2 separate regions of the Mus musculus genome follow, and region 1 is linked to region 2. Evidence: chromatin contacts called from public HiChIP or PLAC-seq data. All regions are on one chromosome and are shown on one strand. The core of a region is the stretch at or near the end of the contact, and the rest is flanking DNA. Distances in the headings are between cores, read along the strand shown. Region 1 has its middle 120 kb from the start of Gm19585. Region 2 has its middle 34 kb from the start of Gm19585.

Region 1 (3,988 bases), core at 1,119-3,618, 150 kb after region 2:
GATGCTCCCTGATCAGGGCTATGATGACAGTAGTTATTATAAAGATCGTTTTTGGTTGGATATGTACCCTTTGATACATTTAACAAGAAGCAGAGATGTAGCCCAGAGGTGGATGTTAAACTTCATTAAAAACTTCCATATTTCCAAAGTGATTCCACTAAATTACACTTCCATTAAGCAGCAAATGAATCCCAGCTTGTCCTGGCTGACACTTAGTCTTGTCAGCTTTGATTCTTGTTTTGTTGTCTTTAGCCATGCTGATGGATGTGCAAAATCTTGCTGTGGTTTTATTAATTACTTTCACCTAGTGACTAATTGCATTGAGCATCTTCCCATATGAGTGTTTGGCCATTTAGATCATTTCTTTTATAAAGGCCCTTCAACAGATCTTTCTATACTTTGAATTTAGGTTGTGTTCTTCCTGCTTCAGCATGGGACATTTTATATATTTAAGATTTGAGTTTTTTGTTTATTTTTATACTACAGATTTGAATTGCCTCTGGAGGCTACATTGTCTTCTTGTTGGTGACATCTTAATAAAGTCTAATGTCAGTCCTTTTCTTCATAGTTTGTCCTCCTTGTGTCTTGTTTAGGGTCTATATTCACCCCAGATGAGGATCCTGTTATACATTTTTATCTAGATTACCATTCACTCAGATAGATAGATAGATAGATAGATAGATAGATAGATAGATAGATGGATGGATGGATGGATGGATGGATGGATGGATGGATGGACGGACGGACGGACGGACGGACGGACGGACAGACAGACAGACAGACAGACAGACAGACAGACAGACAGACAGACAGACAGATAGATAGATAGATAGATAGATAGATAGATAGATAGATAGATAGATAATATATTAGAATTAGACCTACAGATGAAATGTTTGAAACATGAGATGGTATACAAGCAAAACTGGAGAGCTGGATCAGTGGCTAAGAGTACTTGCAGCTCTTACAGAAGACCCATTCAGTTCCCAGCACCCATGTCATGCAACTCACACCCACCAGTATCTCACTTTGAGGGAATCAAATACCTGTTCAGGACTTTTTGGCTACTTGCAGGCATATGTGGATACATATATACAGGCCCACATATATACAAAATAATAATAAAACTCATCTTTTAAAAGCAGATTCTATATGAGCAGAACGCTCCCCTTCACCTTGTCATACAGAGACTTTAGGATTTGTTTCATAGTCTTGTATTGCTTATGTAAGTTAACTATCTACAAAACTAGTTTGCTCTGCCCCTTCCTAACACTCTTGTTTCAGTGCTGACTTGCTATGGGGCTAGCACTTCTGATTCCTACCTTAAGTTTCCTGCTCTTTCAATGACTTATGTTGGACTGCCCACACGGCATCCCATTTGTAGGCTTGCCCTACCTCTGGATTCTTGAATTGAGTACTACACCAGGATCAGATGTGCTTCTCTGGATAACTGCTGTGTGGAAACTTTTATTCTCTAATGGCTGATGTCTGTCACTGGATTTCAAGGAGAATAGTTTCTGTGTTTTCCTAACCCAACTTGTTCAGGCTTCCTATAGAATTCACAGTTTGAAGACAAGTAATTCCAAGACCTCCCTTTTACAGATTTTGTTTGTTTGTTTGTTTGTTTGTTTGCTTTGTTTTTTCAGATTTTTTTTTTTTTTGATCCACAAACTGCCAGGAAATAAGGAGGTCCTACGTACAAATGTGGCATTCCAGAGTTTCAAAGAATCTTATTTCTCTGTAGGAAGCTGGTTCAGACCCATAAGGGTACTCAAGGTTAGCTTCTCAGCCAGTACTAGAGCTGAGCCTTGTGTGTGTGTATGTGTGGGGCGGGGGGTGGGGGAGTCCTTGAGATTGAATCATGGCATGCAGCATTTTTAAATGGGAAGTTGGCATTTATTGAGCAAAGGTTTTAGCACAGATTTAAGCACAGGCATTAAAAGGGTGGAAGAGAGACATGGGCAAAAAGCACATTCCTAGAGCAGGTTTAGTTTTCTCAAGAGAGAAGAGCAGTGCCATCCGTCACGTGCAAACCTAAATATTACTCTTTACACTTTAGGTCAGATTCTCAAGAAGCGACCCTGACATCTGAGTGCACATAATCTGTGGCAGAAAATATGCCCAGGAAGAGAAGGAATCACAGGAAAGAAAATGAAACCAATCACACCCACTCTTTCAAGAATAGTTGCAATCTTAGTTTGAACTCACAGGCAGGTTCTTGAGTGTCGTACCGGACCCATGATGTGTCTGCCCTAGTTAGTTTGAAGCTACAAGCTACCGGTGATTGAAGCGGGAGGATACAGAAGACCAGGACAGAACACACTACGTGGTACAGTTTCATCTGTTTAGGTGAGTGGGCGCTGTCAGTCAAGTCGCTTGTGTGCACCATTCATAAGAGCAAAACACCTGGCATCTCTGAGGAAGTGGCACCAAGAAACCAGCATAAAAAAAAATCTGTAGAATCTGAGAGGCAGAACGTTAATGTACACCTATCAGACTTAAAGTATAAATTAAACCTCGTGGTTACTTACAATGCTGATGGATTCAGAAATGAGACTGAGCCATAGGCCTCACTCAGTGCCCTATGTGTTGGGTAACCCTACTAAGAACAACAGGCATAATGATCAGAAAGGGCTTATTGGCTGCTTTATCTGGCTGACTTTAATAATTTCATTATAGTTCTGTGTGGCCGTGGTACGTTAGAACTCTATGACCCAATACATTCCTTCATCCATTCTCAAATCCTCTCAATAGTAACACAAGACAGATAGCATTGAGACATAAAGTGAGGAAGGACAGTGTGCTCCCTTCCTCAGGAGCTGACACTAGAAGCTGAAGTAGGCAGTGAGCTTATGTCTAGGAAGAGGCAAAGCTAACCGTCTCAACCCATTCCCCAGATGCCACCCAGGAACTCAGTTCAGTTGCATCATGGAAAGATGTGTGCAATTAACTCAATCACGACAATATAGAAGTAATGAGACCATTTTTTCTACTTCCCTAAAATGACTCTTGTGGTGGTGGGATAGAAAAATCTGTTGGATTTAATTTAAGTTATTAGAGATTTCTGAGAGGTGTTACTTTTCCATTAAAACACAATTATGAAAACTGCACAGAAATTAAAATCAAACTCAGCTTTGAAGTGGTGAGTATGAGGCTAAAAGACCATTCCTCCCGTTTTATAAACACTTCCCCAGGGTGTGAAGGACTCAGCCATAGGTGTGTGATTTTCCTTATCCCCAAGAATCAACTGAAATATGGCAACTCTAGATCCAGCTTATACTAGATCCCGCCTTAGCATCAGCTGCCAAGATGTGATCAATTTAAGACAGATTCCCCAAATTAATTATGTTTTCCTGTAAAACATAGAATTAATTTTAAGTGAGGAGTATTAAAGTGGAATGTATAATACACTATTCAAACGACCTGTTGTAATTTTTTTCCCAAATGAGTGTACTGCACATGATGTGCCTGTGATGGTATTAATTATTTATCACTCTATGTGGCAAAAATATCAATTATAATAAATAGTAAAAGGGCTATTAGCTTTCTTGAACAATAAATAAAATGGAAGTTTCAAGATCAATATGATGAATATGTTAAGTTAAAATTCTCTTTTGCCGTAAGAGTTTATAGGATTTTATGTAGCAATCCCATGAAAGTGTCACAGACTTTTTAAAAAGAAATATATTAAATAAAAATAAAAATCTATTAAAGAAGGTAATTTTAAATATTTAATGATATAATTAGGTCTTATTAATGTAATGCTCTTTATTTTTCAGATTAAAAATTCACAGGGCTGTCGTCTTTTCCATCTTAATCAGATATCCTGTTTGTTGTAATTATTTGTTAGGTATTTTCATTCACATTTGATGAATATTAACTGTTTGAAATAAAACAGTATTTTTTTCCATTTGCTAGTTTGAGGAACAAGGGTTACTTTGTATCTAGAGAAAGGACAGCCAGAAAAAGAAAAGGAAAGATAGTACCT
Region 2 (4,293 bases), core at 1,606-4,105:
TGGCTTTACCTTTCTTTTTACTGAGTGCAAGTTGTTTCTTTCCTGCACTTAGAAATTTTTTAAGGTTTCTAGACTTTTCTTCTGTCTGCCCTAACAATAACTCTTAGCTCTGAATCTTCCTTATCATTGTACAACTATCTAAAGAGAAAGACCTTTAAGCCAACACTCCTAAGCCAGGCAATTCATTATTTTCTCCCTTTCTTTAAGGGCCTAATCTTAGACATTTTCTCCTTTCTAAATACCACTTCTTCTCATGTGTTCTTTTTTTTTTTTTGCGTGTGTATGTGTGTGTGTGTGTGTGTGTGTGTGTGTGTGTGTGTGTGTGTGTGTTTTCGAGACAGGGTTTCTCTGTGTAGCCCTGGCTGTCCTGGAACTCACTTTGTAGACCAGGCTGGCCTCGAACTCGGAAATCTGCCTGCCTCTGCCTCCCGAGTGCTGAGATTAAAGGTGTGTGCCACCACGCCGAGCCTCATGTGTTCTTTAAACTTGCCCTAGTCAGAGTTGGTTCTAGTACCTGATACAAAGTTCTTATCAAAAGTACAAATGACATCCATGTGTCAAATCCAATGCCCACATCTCTTCCTTTGCCTACCTGATCAACTAGCCCTTGTACATCTGCCCTTGCTATGCAGTCAGCACTGACTGATCTCAACCTTGAGACTTTCCTGCCTCAGCCTTCCATTTGCTAGAAGTGTAGGTATTCATCACGCTACCCAGCTCTCTCTTCAAACGTACATTTCCTTTATGTTCTCCCTGCTTTTCCTTGTCTCACTAATCATATGCTTTATGTCTCCTTTGATAGATTTTCCTTATGCTTCAACTTCTCTCTCTCTGACCTTGGAAAGCTGCAGTGTCCCTCACTTTGGTCCTGGCACTCACGTGTTTCCTTAAGGTTTCATTTGGAGAGTCTGACAACAAGTTCTGGGCCATTCATGTTATCTATAACTAGATTCGTGACACCCACAGCACTTTGCAGCACTTCATTGACTGGAAAAGCTATCTTGACTTTTAGGTGGAAAATGGAGCCTTGGGCAAACTACTGCCCACTTACAAAAGCCTACCACTCTTCTGCAGTGGAGAGCAGTCAGCTCAGAACTCACAACTGCTCCTTACAGAGAGGAAGCATATATGAAGTCCTCGGCTACAAATTGGACATCAATATCACACTTCTCCAGCAAGGCTCAGGCACAGTTTTCAAAGAGAAATAAGAAATATCCTAAGAGCCAGGGTTTTTTTGGAGAAAACTAGATCAAAACAGTGTCTTCTGGACATGATAAGACCATTGTACTCATGAGCTCACAGAAGCTGTGGTCACCTCAGCAAGATCTGCACAAGATCAAGCTAGGCAGCATCCCAAGATAGGGGTAGGTCAGAGGATATGAGTCCCCAGCCTCTGCTGTGGAGATATTAACAGGTGATAGTTGCTAGGAGTCAAGAGTCAATTTTCTTCTAGGCTATAGATGCTGGTCAGTCAATACCACATTCCAGTGGGTGGTCCCATATCTGTGCAAATACAGGCAGCATGAACTGTATTCTGAGGCTTATGACAAATAATAACAGCAAAAAACAGAAGAATGAAGTTAGGGGGAGGAGAGTGGTCAGGGGTAGGGCTGATTAAAATATATTATGTGCATGCATAAATCTTTGAAAGAATTAATCAAAATACTATATTTAAATTTAAAATTAATTCTGCCCCTCCCAGCTCTCTCTACCCAAGTGTTTGCTAAGGTGCCACATCCTGTACATGGACTTGGTTTTTCTCCTTCTTTCTACCATGCATGTAATCAACAAGCAAATGTACACCATGTTTTCAAATATCTACAATCACATCTTAGTGCTTTTACTGTTACTAATCCAGTCCAGTTTTCTCTCACCTTGGTCATCTCCCAACTCACCTACATCTCTGTGTTTGTCTCATGTGCTATCTTCCCAGTTCAGCAATTAGAATGGCACAGAATGAGTCTAAACTGTCCACCTTCTTCTCTAAAGCCTCTGATGGAAGCATTTATTACTTAGGACTGAGCACATTTAGCTTATGGAGATCCTCCTCTATCTCTGTCTCATTTCCTGTCTTTCAGCCTCTCTCTGTCTCTGTCTCTGTCTCTGTCTCTCTTTCTCCCTCTCCCTCTCCCTCCCTCTCTCTCTCTCTCTCTCTCTCTCTCTGTCTCTCTGTCTTTCTACTCTCTGCTCTGATGTCTTCACTTCATAGCTGATAATGGTACCACTTTGGTTTCTAATTTTAACTGTCACCATTTGGTGAGAACCTTTTCTGCTTTGTAAGCCATTTATTATGCAATGCCTTCTTTGTAAACTAAAATACTCACAACAAAAACCTTTTTCAAATTCTTTTGATATATAATTACCAAGTACAGTTAATGAGATAATACAAACAAATTGTAGATAATTCTTTCCTCTTCCAAATATCTTGTGGAATCACCTTACTTGGCGTTATACTTTTCTTTCTTCGTGTCTCTTGGTGGCTGGTTGACTAGAGGAAGCAATATCCTTTGCGGTAACCCTGCAGATTATTTTCAAACACAGGCTTTTAAAAACAATTTTAATCTAATCAAAATGTAGTGATAGCCTGGAATTAAAATATGCAAGGAGAGGGTTTCCTAATGCTTTATTTCAGTGGGATGTGAAGTTAGAATTGTTAAGAAATGCAGAATGCTAATTAAGCAGAGTTTGCAAGCTGGGGATGAGAGGAAATAACCTGATGTGAACTCGACATCAACTTTCCTCATTAAAAGTTCACAGAAGCCAATGACCAGATGGCACAGGCTGTAAGGTCATGACCGTGAGGAGTCCTAAGGGGTTGCTCCCTTTAGTCATTCCATCAACCAGCAGGGGGAGACACAGAATGCTTCTTGCTACTCCAGAAACAACTCCCTGAACATGGGGACTTCATCAGGACTCTGTCCCTAACAGGTAGAACAAGTTGGTCCAGGCTGACTAAGCACTGCCCTCTAAATGCTTTTGGTTTCCTGGTTAGAGTTGAGTTTGCATTCAAGTGACTCCTTCGAAGGAAGAACTTGAGTGTATTTGATGGTTTACTTATACTAAATTATAGCATATATAGGTTCATACAAATTTACGTATCACATTCACATAAATACACTTAGTCTATGGTTGTAAAATATTTGTGGCTATGATTGGAATCCATCCAATTAAAAATTTGATTTTTTTCTATCTACTAATATTCACATGTAATTAGTCATAGCCCAAGAGTCAACTCTGTGGGAGATGACAAACAGAAATTTTTATAGGCCTGGAAGCAAAGTGTATTGAATATTTTAAATGTCTATGGTAATAAGGTAACCAGAGGATCTAAGCTTTGTGTTCAATCCCTCAAGAACCAGATAACTTTGCTTTCGTTTACTCAGCCATTCAATTTTGCACTTGCCCAAGATCTCTACCCCATGGCAGCTCCTCAACTAAGTAATAGAAACAATGGAATATCATGATATCTTGTATGTTGGCAAATGGATATTTAACAATGAGGCAGTCTCCTCCAAAAAGCACAACAAATATGAATGAGGTGATAATGTCCCTCAGATGGAGGAATAATTAACTTTGTCTGAAGTAGGCTTGTAGAGAGGGATAATGCCCAAGTGTGGCTTTAAGGACTAACCAAAAAGACTGAGAGACAAGATTGTAAAACAGATCATGAGAACAATATAACTGAGTGAGTCTCCTACATTTGAATTTCAAAAAGGAATCACATATGAGAGAGGCAAGGGGTGTGTGGATTGGGCATAGTAGAGACTAGCAGCCCAAGAATGGAGCAGACTCAGAATAAATCAAGAAAACTTGGCTCTAGTCAAGCAAGCAGCTGTTCAAAGTCAGATCGTTTTTCAGACTCCTCAGTGGGCACACCTGCTGAGAGATGCATCCTAAAGAAAACTGAAGGACCATGGGAACAAATCTAAACCCTAAACATCACAATGGGCATAACATATGGCCTCTTCCTTCAGGAAGGTTACCTCCAACATACTCACAGAAGAGGTTGAGCTGTGAAGTACTAGGTGGCATGGATTCTCAAAAAGTAAATGGTGCATTTAAGGACAATTTCAACTTTAAATTTATTTTTCCTACTCAACAATAATATTTCCTTCCCCAGGCTTTAATTCTAAATATTAAATATTGCACCATGGAAAGCCCTCCAAAAGACTTTCTTGACAAGCAATCTCTGAGACTTTCACATAGCTACAAAGGCAAAATAACTCCAAACAAATCCCTGGTTTCCTTTCCTCATTTGATTTCCTTGAGTAATGATTTTATTTAATGTTACAA

The links. HiChIP or PLAC-seq counts read pairs in DNA pulled down with a chosen protein or histone mark.
Region 1: an H3K27ac HiChIP or PLAC-seq map of bone marrow-derived dendritic cells shows a contact between it and region 2, with 2.5 times the contacts expected there. The contact joins two enhancer-like sites. A contact is called at or near these places in 1 of 15 datasets of contacts at CTCF or cohesin (the NIH/3T3 cell line), 1 of 484 Hi-C or Micro-C datasets (CD4 T cells) and 1 of 115 datasets of contacts at active chromatin or transcription factors (bone marrow-derived dendritic cells).

What each region holds. Positions count from the first base shown.
Region 1 is chr17:52,029,596-52,033,583 of GRCm38.p6, reverse strand. No RefSeq gene overlaps it. Among named protein-coding and RNA genes, the nearest start is that of Gm19585, 120 kb to the left of the region's middle. Within about 2 kb of position 2,368, at least 19 of the 459 cell types and tissues checked have an H3K27ac peak or open chromatin away from gene starts, as enhancers often do.
Region 2 is chr17:52,181,488-52,185,780 of GRCm38.p6, reverse strand. No RefSeq gene overlaps it. Among named protein-coding and RNA genes, the nearest start is that of Gm19585, 34 kb to the right of the region's middle. Within about 2 kb of position 2,855, at least 20 of the 459 cell types and tissues checked have an H3K27ac peak or open chromatin away from gene starts, as enhancers often do.